Linked DNA regions of Acanthopagrus latus: region 2 is linked to region 1. Evidence: chromatin contacts called from public Hi-C data. All regions are on one chromosome and are shown on one strand. The core of a region is the stretch at or near the end of the contact, and the rest is flanking DNA. Distances in the headings are between cores, read along the strand shown.

Region 1 (5,268 bases), core at 904-3,403:
TGCTCCACAGCTCGTACAGATTGTTCTGTTGTCGACTACATCATGTTGGTTCTGCGTGTGGCTGAACTCGTCCTGATTACTGTGATTACTGTTCTTCTCATCAGAGCTCCAGGTAAGAAAATTCACACCAGCATCTGTTTGGACTGATGAACACAAAGTGTCAGTTTACAGCTGAAATGTTACTCTGTGCTTTATTTCCCAGGGAACCGGAGAGCGCCTGATGACGACACTGTGAGTTGAAGATTTGTTGTCCGGTTTCTAAATATCATCTGGGAGTCTGGGGCCCTTTTTCGACTCGATCTTTGTTTTGCTCTACACAGGTGCATCATGATGAAGACGTCGTCTCAGTGAGCTATGACAATGCTGATGGCCCCTCTGCCTCTGTCTTCACCGGTCAACAACGTCGACTTCAACTCAGAACAAATAAGAAAATGAGAAAAAAAAAACCCTGGCAGAACCATTTTCAACTGTTTCTTCCCGCATAACTATTTAGATAAGATTTCTGTAATTGCTGTTGAAGGTGTATCTTTGACAGAGGTTTTTACTATGTTTTGTACATTTTGTAGTGTGGGTTTGAATTCTTTCTTAAATTCTGTAAAAAAAATATAATCATTCAGAATTTTGGATAAAACTTTTCTAACTGTCCTGCGTAGTCTTGTACTTGTAAAAGGTCACAGTTTATGATGCAGACAGCAGGACAACATCAGTGTGAAGATGCTTGGTGTTGCCACAGTTCTGTCAGTCGAAGCAGGAAACGGATAGTGGTGGCAGCCATCTTGGTGGCTGTCACACCGCCACCATCACCTCTTCCTACTATTGAAAAAAAAAAGTGTCAGCTCATATGCATGTAATCTGAAGGTAATATGATCCATATTCTAGAAATGTTGATATGATGCATATGAAATGTACAAATTTAACATATCCATGGTTTGCAAAAACCACCCAATACTGATAACACAACCACATTTTACTCTGCAGACCGGATAGATGAGTCAGAAACATTGATATGACTGTGAACAACATGCGAACAGCCAGATCACAGAAGATTAGCTAGTTACCACTTTTGAAACATCACAAAACTTTCAGGATGTGTTTTCAACACAGGTTCAGAGCGCACCAAAGAGATCTCTGTTTGTTCTATATAGTCAGATTTGGCCATGAGAGGACATAACCTCAGAGCTCTGCGGCTGTCGTGGCCACATTTACGTCAAAACACTTCCCCTTCATTTCTTAGAAACAGCAATATGTGGGATGAGGAAGCAACAATTCTAAAACCGCTAAAGTACCACACTATTTTTAAATATATATATACCATACCGCACAGCTACAGGCATCGGACCATGGGGCATTTTTTGTGTACAGCTGCTTTGCATGACTCGAGGTTGAAAAAAAAGAATCCCTGTTGGCGTCTGCTTGACCTACATGCATCCACTTGAACATGGCCTTTAGGTGGCTCAGTCGAGGGGAACAGCTGGCTAGCTCGGTGAGAAGTTACAGCCAGTTAGTATAGATAGCAGCTAAAGCTATCGTTCCTATTAGCTGGCAGACGAGGTGAGATGGTTTCAGCTCTGGACCAAGAGCTCTGGACCGCCGGGAGATGGAGGTGTTCAGGCCTGGAGCAGGGGCGCCAAAGGTCACTGTCAAGGAACCTCTGAACGAATGAAAGGACATAATGTCATCAGCATATTGGAGTCAGATTCAGGTGCCAGTTCTATATAGTTTATGGGACAAGCTGAATAAAACCCAACATATCTACATGGTATGACCCTTGCTGTGTAAATGCCTCTACAAAATGTAAGAGCATGCTTCAGAGAATTGACATATGACTCATTTGTCTCTGCCACGATCAAATTACTCGTGGCTAACACCTAAGGTCTGGTCACCATAACAACAAAATGGGAAGTGGAAGGGTGTTCATCTGCCCTTGAATGCCCTGCAAACCAATGAAACATTAGTTTGATGCCTCCATCATCCAGGTAATAACCTGCGAAACAGAAAGGGGTGACCGGTAATGGAGTTGCTCTCTCATCAGTGTGATAGGTGCACAGAAAACAGTGACAGAGTGATCCGTCTTTCTTTCATAGGTTCTTTGGTCACTAAAGGGAAGTCACACTTCACCCATAAGAGGAAGTGAATGCTGCGCCTCTCTCGAAGAAGCGTTGGCTCAGACATTTTGACACTTCAGGGCGTGGGAACAAGAGAGCGAGAGAGGAGCAACATGGTTCAGTTCAGATGGATTAAAACGTCTTTATTTGCAATATTGCCGCTCCTGCTTACAGGTAAGAACATACAGAAGAAATAAAATGATCTAAAACATCACTAATAGTGTTCATGGAGCTTTTGCTATCTGTTTCCAACATTGTGTGTTGAGTGGATTCTTGTATAGAGAGCGTTTGCTGTTGTCCTCACACATGAGTTCCTATCACAGTTCATTTTTCATGCTTATCTGTCATCTTCAGCAGCAGTAACTGGACTGAATCACACCTCCGTCACTGCCAGAGTTGGAGATGAAGTCACTTTGCCTTGTGACAATGTGATCAAAACTCGGGACAAATGTAACAGTACCTCTTGGCTTGCCAGTCGTTCTGGGGAATCAGCAAAACAGCTGGTAAATCTTGGACAGATCAGTAAAAGTGAGATTCCCAAATCTAGATCAGACAGACTGAGCGTGACAGAGAGCTGTTCTCTGGTTATTAAAAATATCTCAGTGGAGGATGTTGGTCGTTACACCTGCAGACAGTTCAACAAATCAGGAAAACAACAAGGTGAAGATGCTCTGGTTTATCTGTCTGTTGTTAACGGTGAGTATTTAAATCTTTATGTTTTTAAATCAAACTGTTTTGTTAGAACAAAATACCAAACATTACAAAACTAATGATCACAGTGATGAGGTTTATTTTATTCTTGTCGTCTTGTCTCATCTTCACTAGTGGAGAAACTACAGGGGGATGACAGAGACACCTTGACCTGCTCTGTGTTGACATATACTGGATGTGGACACACAGTGAAGTGGCTGTATGATGATAATATGGATGGAGTGGAGACAGTAACACTTACCTGTTCTGCCAGGTTGACATATAAACCTCCTCATCTTAATCACAAGTCAAACTATCACAAGTCACCTGAGTGTGAAGTGACAGATGATCAGAGTGGACAGACGCTGCTGTGGAAAGTTAACTCAGGTAGCTACACTTGGTGTATTGAATGAATTTTAAGTTTTAAGATCATATTAACATTTCCCATTAAGACTCTTCATGCACTAAACATGAGGTAGTTTTTTCACTTTATGTTGTGTTTTATTATTTCATACGATATTCATCTGTCAGTAAACGGCACTAAAGCAACTCAAGAAAATGGCTCCCCTGGTTTCACAGGTAGGTAACTCTCCTGGTCTTTCTCTCTCTGCTTATTTGTTAGTTGGCAGTCAAAATATAAAGTTTTGACTCTCCTTCCAGACTGGTGGTGGGTCATCATCGTGGCTGTGGGTTTTGCAGCGCTCTTAATAATCGCTGTTGCTGTCATCAGATGGAAGACGGCCAAAGGTGAGAGCATTTTAAGATCAAACTGATGGATCAACCTGTAGTTTTGGAGTGGAAACTAAAGTCGATTTTGTCTTTTCAGGGAACAAAACACAGAAGAATGACAACACTGTGAGTCTGAAACCTTAATAACCAAATGTTTATACAGCTGTGAGGTTAACTGACACCACTGCAACAGCAAAGTTCGGCGAGATTGATATGTGAATTCCCCGCAAGCACACAGCGTGTGCATTAATACTTTATCTAAAGGTCCTTGTAATAAGTGTCAGTTAGGTGATACGGCCTTTATAAGTCATAATCACACTTATTATTATTATTATTTAGATAAATAATAATAATAGCAGTTATATTACCAACTGGTTACAGACCCTAGCTATATTTGAATGACGGCAAAGAGACACGAAACAACTAAAGAGAGGAAGTTACTATAGAGAGAGATACAACTGCCATACGGAGACAAAAAAAAAAGGACTGAGGGACACACAACTACCACAAAGGTATATGGAACTACAAAGAGACAAAAAAGTACCACAGAGAGACACAATACTACAAAAAGACACACAACTACTACTAAGAAACATGAAAAATCTACAGAAAGACTCAAAACAACTACAAAGGGAAATCATAATGAATATAAAAAGACAAAAACAAGTACAAAGGGATGCACAGCTACAAAAAGACACAGGATAAAAAGGACAGAACAGGACAGACGCAACTACAAAGAGGCATGAACGTTCCACAAAGAGACACAAAACTACAGAAAGAGACAAAAAACTAGGGAGACACAAAACAGCTGCAAAAGAGACACTATGTCTCGTTCAATCTGTATTTCTCCTGTAGAAAAAAGGTGGTAGGTTTTACAAATGTATGCGTCCATGGGCCTGTTGTTGCATAATCTGTCCATTCACTTGCCTATTTTATCTATTAACACTTGGTACAAGGACCTTATGATAAAGTGTTAACATATGTGCTATAATAAGTGTCCACTGATGTAAATGGAAAACTGTAATGGACTGTGTTTCCCCAGGGTCAGAAGTTGAACCCGGCAGTGACTCAGCCCTCTGTGGAAATCAGTCAGGACATGGTGAGATCACGCACTTCATCGCAGTGCAGTGTTAGACTCACTGTTATTTATAGTTTTTTCTTCAAAAAGGTAGCAGTATGAGACACACAGTTATGTTTTTAAACTCAGAGAGTCTAACCGTTCTGCAGCAAAGAAAAGAGGAAATTGTGTAAGTGATGTTGATTACCCTATCTGGACTGAGCAGTCATTGCAGTATGTTATCTTCTCTGTGTAGGTGGAACCTGAAGATGGCGTTTCCTACGCCTCCGTCAGCTACACCAAGATGACCAACAGTGGACCCCAGGTGGGCTAAACTGGTGCTTTTTAGCTGAATGCATCACGCAGTATCCTAACAACAACCATGAGACTCTAACATGCTGATGCTGAGCAGGCCTAATCTTTGCTATGATCAAAACAGTCTCTCAATATTTGCTCATTAGGGAGAAACACATATGCAGCTGATGTATCATTAGCATTAGTATTAATATTTAGTCAAAAGTATTAGAGAAATTGTAGTATTTGACCAGAGGGTGGCACTAGTGGGGCTTTACCACAGGCACTTTGAGCCATGGCCAGTCTCACTGTGCTGTGCTGATCTGGTTTTCAATTGCCAGGTTTACAGATTCAGCCGAGCTAGTAACTGCTGGTGAAAACGCGACATTGATT
Region 2 (4,934 bases), core at 538-3,037, 350 kb after region 1:
TTGGTCGGTCATGTTTTAACATGACATGTACAACTTTCTGTCAGTACTTTCCTTCAGGCAGTCGATTTCACATGTCGAATAAATTCCACACCGTTTCTCTTAATTTGCTTCACTGCTGTAAGTAGATTTTTGCTTTACATCGCAGCTGCTTGTTTGAGTTTAAAAGGAACACGTCATCCAAAAAAATGGCAAATCCAGTCGTTACATACTCACCCTTGCGCCATTGTAAAGTGAGATGAAATTTCATAGAACATCAAACATTTCAGGAGCTTCACAGCCATACAGAGCTGCAGCATTGTCCTAAACTGAAGCAGATGGGGACTTGTTTTAAAACAGAGAAAAATTAAATAAAATGGCAATGCAAATGTCTTTAGAAGTCACTTTGGGATCTCCAGACTTCTAGACACTAGGATTACGTCAGATAATGTCATTTTTACATTTTGAAACAAGTCCCCATCTGCTTAAGTTATTCAGAGGAGCGCTGCAATGCTGTTTTGCTGTGAAGCACCGGAAATATTTGGTGGACTACGAAACTTCACCTGACTTTCCATCAACACGAGGATGAGTACATGATGACTGAACTTCTTATTTTTTGTGAACTGTTCCTTTAAGATTTAAGGTTTTTCTTTAAGGTGCAGATATTTTTGCCTCGCTTTTGTTCCTTGTTTCTACAGAAGGATCTATTTTTGATTTATGTCAATTTATGCATTTTGGACTTTGAGCTTTAACAAACAATCTTTTCTTACTCATGCACTCATGCAAATAATAAAAAAAAAGACATATTCAGTTTTCAAGGTGTTTGTGTTTTTGTTTCGTGGTTCTGTCTCTCTCTCCCTCGGGTGCGGGCGCAGACAGGGTGGCAACAGATGGATGGTGTAAAAGTCTGTGTGAGAGAACAGCTGGTAGCTAGGGGGGCAGATCTAGGCTGGTCCAGATGGGGGGCAGAACGGGGCAGACGGGCAGGGTCCGGACCACAGGTGACATAAAGGACACAGGAAACAGATATGTAACTAGGGTAGAAGGGAGGACTATATCTGACACCTGTTCGCTCTGAACTCTTGCAAATAACATACAAATGCATCCATGAAGAGAATGCACAGAGAAGCAGTATTTGGGGCGACGTTGAGAATAGTCTCGTGGACGAGGAGTTCGACTCCTCACCCGTCAGCTTGAATCTTGTCGGCATCCAGAACATAATCTGCAAATAGGCATCAAATTTAAAGTTGAAATGTTACAACAATAATTTGAGAGACTAGAAGCTGATATCAGAGATACATTTAACACCAAACTGAGGTGAGAAAACAGTCTGAGGTCATGTGACTTCCTTATTTACCACCGGTAAATAACCTCATATGCCATTTTTGATCTCAGCATAATTTGGGTAAGCTATATGGTGTCTAGTTACAGAATACATTTTCTTGATTACCATCTGATTAAGATACCGTTATTTCTAGTTGTCTAATTTGATACTAAGTATGGTTTGTTATATCTTATTAGTGTATTGTAAAATAAAAGGCGACCCAAATATTTATCAACTAATAATCTTCAAATATTCATTGAATGTAAAAGTTCAAATGTGAAAAAATCTAACATCACACACAAATTCAACAGCAAACTGAGGTGTGGAAACATACTGAGGTCATTATCAGGAGGTGACTTCTTACTTATCACAGGAAGTAGATGCTGTGATAAGAAGCAGCACATCAGAGGTGGCAGAAGTCCACACAGTCTGTCCTCAAGCAGAAATATGGATACTTAAAAAGAATAGTATCAAAATGCTGGTTTTCCTTGACAGAATATTCTCTAAAGCCTCTGAAGCCAAATATTCCAAAGTTTTACTGCAGTGAAATATTGTGTTGATATTCTGCTAATGTAACTAGATCATTTTATTTTTGTCAGTTCTTAAGTGAAATCAGCTGCTGCACAAACAGCTAAAATCACAGAGGTGTTGCAGAGCTTCAGCTCCAGGACTGAAGAGCTGCTGTAAGTCCTACAAACCACCAGATGTCGCTGCACTTCAGATCTCTTTTCTGCACCAACAGAAGGAAAGGCCCAGAGTTTTATAAGGCTTCACTAGAAGAAACAAGAGAGCACAGGTGCACTAGATGAACTGAAAGGTGAAATGAACTGCATCAGGTAAAACGTCTGTGAACTGATGTGAAAACACATTTTTAACACAGTTAACTCCACCCTGAACCACAGCTCCCTCCTCTGCTGCTGCCTTGTTGTTTTCTTTGTAGAAGATCTTCGTCACACTTGTTCGGCTCCTATAACTTTCTCACTACTTCCTTAAAAGGGACTGATAGATTTCAGTTCTTGAGGAAATTCTTTCAGTGTGTCTCTGTTAAAGTATAAATGACAGGAAAACTGATGCTTCAACACTTTCCTGCATCACTTGTTAACATCTTGATTTTCTGCAGCCAGTTCAGAACTCAGCAGCTGGATTTCAACTTCATCTAACAGGAAAGATCATTGAAATCTTGTTCACTTCCTTAAATCGTCTTTCAGCTGAAGAATTTAAAGCTGATATCAATATCATCTGTATTCTGAACTCAAATGACATCAATACATTTCACACATATTTAAAGTCCAACTAGTCGTGTCTGCAGTGAGCATACAGCATGAACAACCTCCAGACCACAGGTGAAGTGTTGGAACTGTCCAGTTGAGCAACACATATTGTGGAGGCTTGATGCTGCTGTTGTAGCCACATTCTCATCAAAACACTTCCCCTTCACTTCTCTGAGAGACACAAGCTCAGAGAAAGAGGGAGGAACCAACAGGCCTCAGACCACTAACATATGTGTGAAACACGTCAGTGTCACAAATACACTGTGGGACTGGACACAGTGTGAACTTGAGACTCAATAAGAGTCTTCATATAGTTTGTTTGTTACAGTGTTAGATTGACTCAAACATTTTCCTTTGTCTTGTAATCAGTGACTTTGTCTTCTTCACTGGCTCATTCCAGTTTCACAGGATCTTTGTGATGCTGCTGTGACCTCTGACCTCTGACCTCTTCACTGATGGCTGCATCTCATGTTGCTGATCAAGAGTTTGTGGTTGCTGTCAGTCACTGTGGATGAGACAAAAATACATTTCAAACCTGTTGAAGTGGAAACTGTGACATTTATAAAACAGACTAAAATTAAGACTGAGGAAGTGACATCATATGAACCACAGGAAGTAGGTGCAGCTTCTCTCGACTAAAGCACGACTTTAGAAACTCAGATGATCATAAGAAGAGAGACAGAAGAAGGAGAGAGACAGAGAATCATGATGGTCCAGTTCAAATGGATTCAAATGTCTTTATTTGTGACAGCGATGCTTCAGTTCACAGGTAAGAAGACGTTTATCACATATAGAAATGGAAGGTGCATTGCAATAATGTACTTTATTAGATATATTTGATTGAAGTAAGACAACAAAATGTGTTGTTTGTTTACAACATGGTGAGTTTAGTGAACTTTTAGAAACAAGGATAAAGAAATATCACAGATTTGTTCTCATTTTAGTTTATTTTCCATATTTTTCTCTGATCTTGTAAACAGGAGCAGCTGAAAACCTTCCAGCCTCCTTCACTGTCACAGTTGGAGATGACGTCACTTTGACTTGTGACAATGTGATAAAGCCTCAGCAACAATGTAACAGCACTACCTGGACCTTCAGTGGTTTAGGAAGCAAACAAGTAGTAGAGCTGGTTGAACTTGGACAGATTGGTAAAGATGTCAAAGCTAAAGACAGACTGAGTGTTACAGAGAAATGTTCTCTGGTTATAAAGAAGGTCACAGTCGAGGATGTTGGTCGTTACATCTGTGAGCAGTATGAATATAGAGGAGCTCCAAAAAGTTCTCCAGACTCTGTGGTTCATCTGTCTGTTGTCTCCAGTGAGTATTTACATCATCGTGTTTTCAGATCAAACTGTGAAACATTACAATAATTATGATCACAGTGATGAAGTTCATTTGACTCTTGTTGTCTTTCTCTCACAATATCTCCATCTTCACCAGTGACTGAACATCAGAACCATGATGAGGTGACATTAATCTGCTCTGTGTGGACATATGGACCATGTAAACACACAGTGAAGTGGCTGTATGAGGGTAAAGAGGTGGTGAAAGTTAAACAAGAAGTGAAGACATCACAGTCTCTCTGTTCTGCCTCTGTGACCTTTCAGAGAACTCAGTCACTTTACGAGTGTAAAGTGACTGATGGAAACAAAAAACAGCTGTTTCCCTTCAGACTTCAGTCATCAGGAAAGAAACCAGGTGAGAATATGTTGATCTTCAAACTGATGAGAAGAATAACAGAACATGTTTGTCTATTTAAGGGATCTGGGTACGTATTCACAAAGACTTTTATTTTAATGTTTGGAGTTCTCCTAAATCGAACTAAAAGATTTTATGTAGGAGTCGTTTCTTAAAGGTATTACACAAAGCCACTGAGACCTACTTTTACTCATGAAAACAGTGAACTCCTAAACTAGAAGTAACTCTCTGTTGCTATGAATGACGTCAATTTATAAGGACGCACTTAGAAGCGGTGACAACGGTGATTGGTTGTTGTGTGACAGGGCAGCACATTGAAAAGCCGTTTAGGCTACGCAGTGCATGAAGTGAAAATCAGAAAGTTGTCTACAAGCCCATGACAAAGCCTGTGAAAAGATATTGGATAAAGAAACGTATTCATGAGGAGAATTAAGTGCCCCCCCCAAACAAAAACACTTTGGCCAAATGAAAATTAGGGGATTGCAATGAAAAACCTGAATTGTCAATAAAAGCAGCATTAAAATTGGGGAATTGTGTGTTGATCCGGGCCATTTCACAACAACATCCAGCATATTGTAACGTGTGTCAAGGACAATTTGTGTATTGATGGAATGCAACTTTTCGACTGACAAAGATGTCTTCATCCTGTGAAGGTGCAATTATTTT

What was found. A called contact is a pair of places that touch in the nucleus more often than the background predicts.
Region 2: a contact with region 1 is called in a Hi-C map of muscle, with 17 times the contacts expected there. The contact joins the promoter of LOC119012031 here to the promoter of LOC119012517 in region 1. A contact is called at or near these places in 3 of 4 Hi-C or Micro-C datasets (liver and muscle).

What each region holds. Positions count from the first base shown.
Region 1 is chr22:6,362,764-6,368,031 of fAcaLat1.1, forward strand. It overlaps LOC119012517, which reads left to right and starts at 2,154. Exons shown (of 9, transcript XM_037086426.1): 1 at 2,154-2,279; 2 at 2,460-2,801; 3 at 2,931-3,182; 4 at 3,327-3,374; 5 at 3,456-3,542; 6 at 3,622-3,650; 7 at 4,567-4,623; 8 at 4,838-4,906. The coding sequence starts at 2,219. It overlaps LOC119012860 (a long non-coding RNA gene), which reads left to right. Exons shown (of 3, transcript XR_005072619.1): 1 at 1-112; 2 at 203-231; 3 at 321-482.
Region 2 is chr22:6,716,732-6,721,665 of fAcaLat1.1, forward strand. LOC119012031 reads left to right here and starts at 1,788. Exons shown (of 7, transcript XM_037085480.1): 1 at 1,788-3,340; 2 at 3,552-3,887; 3 at 4,011-4,268. The coding sequence starts at 3,232. It overlaps LOC119012600, which reads left to right. Exons shown (of 8, transcript XM_037086580.1): 8 at 1-1,033.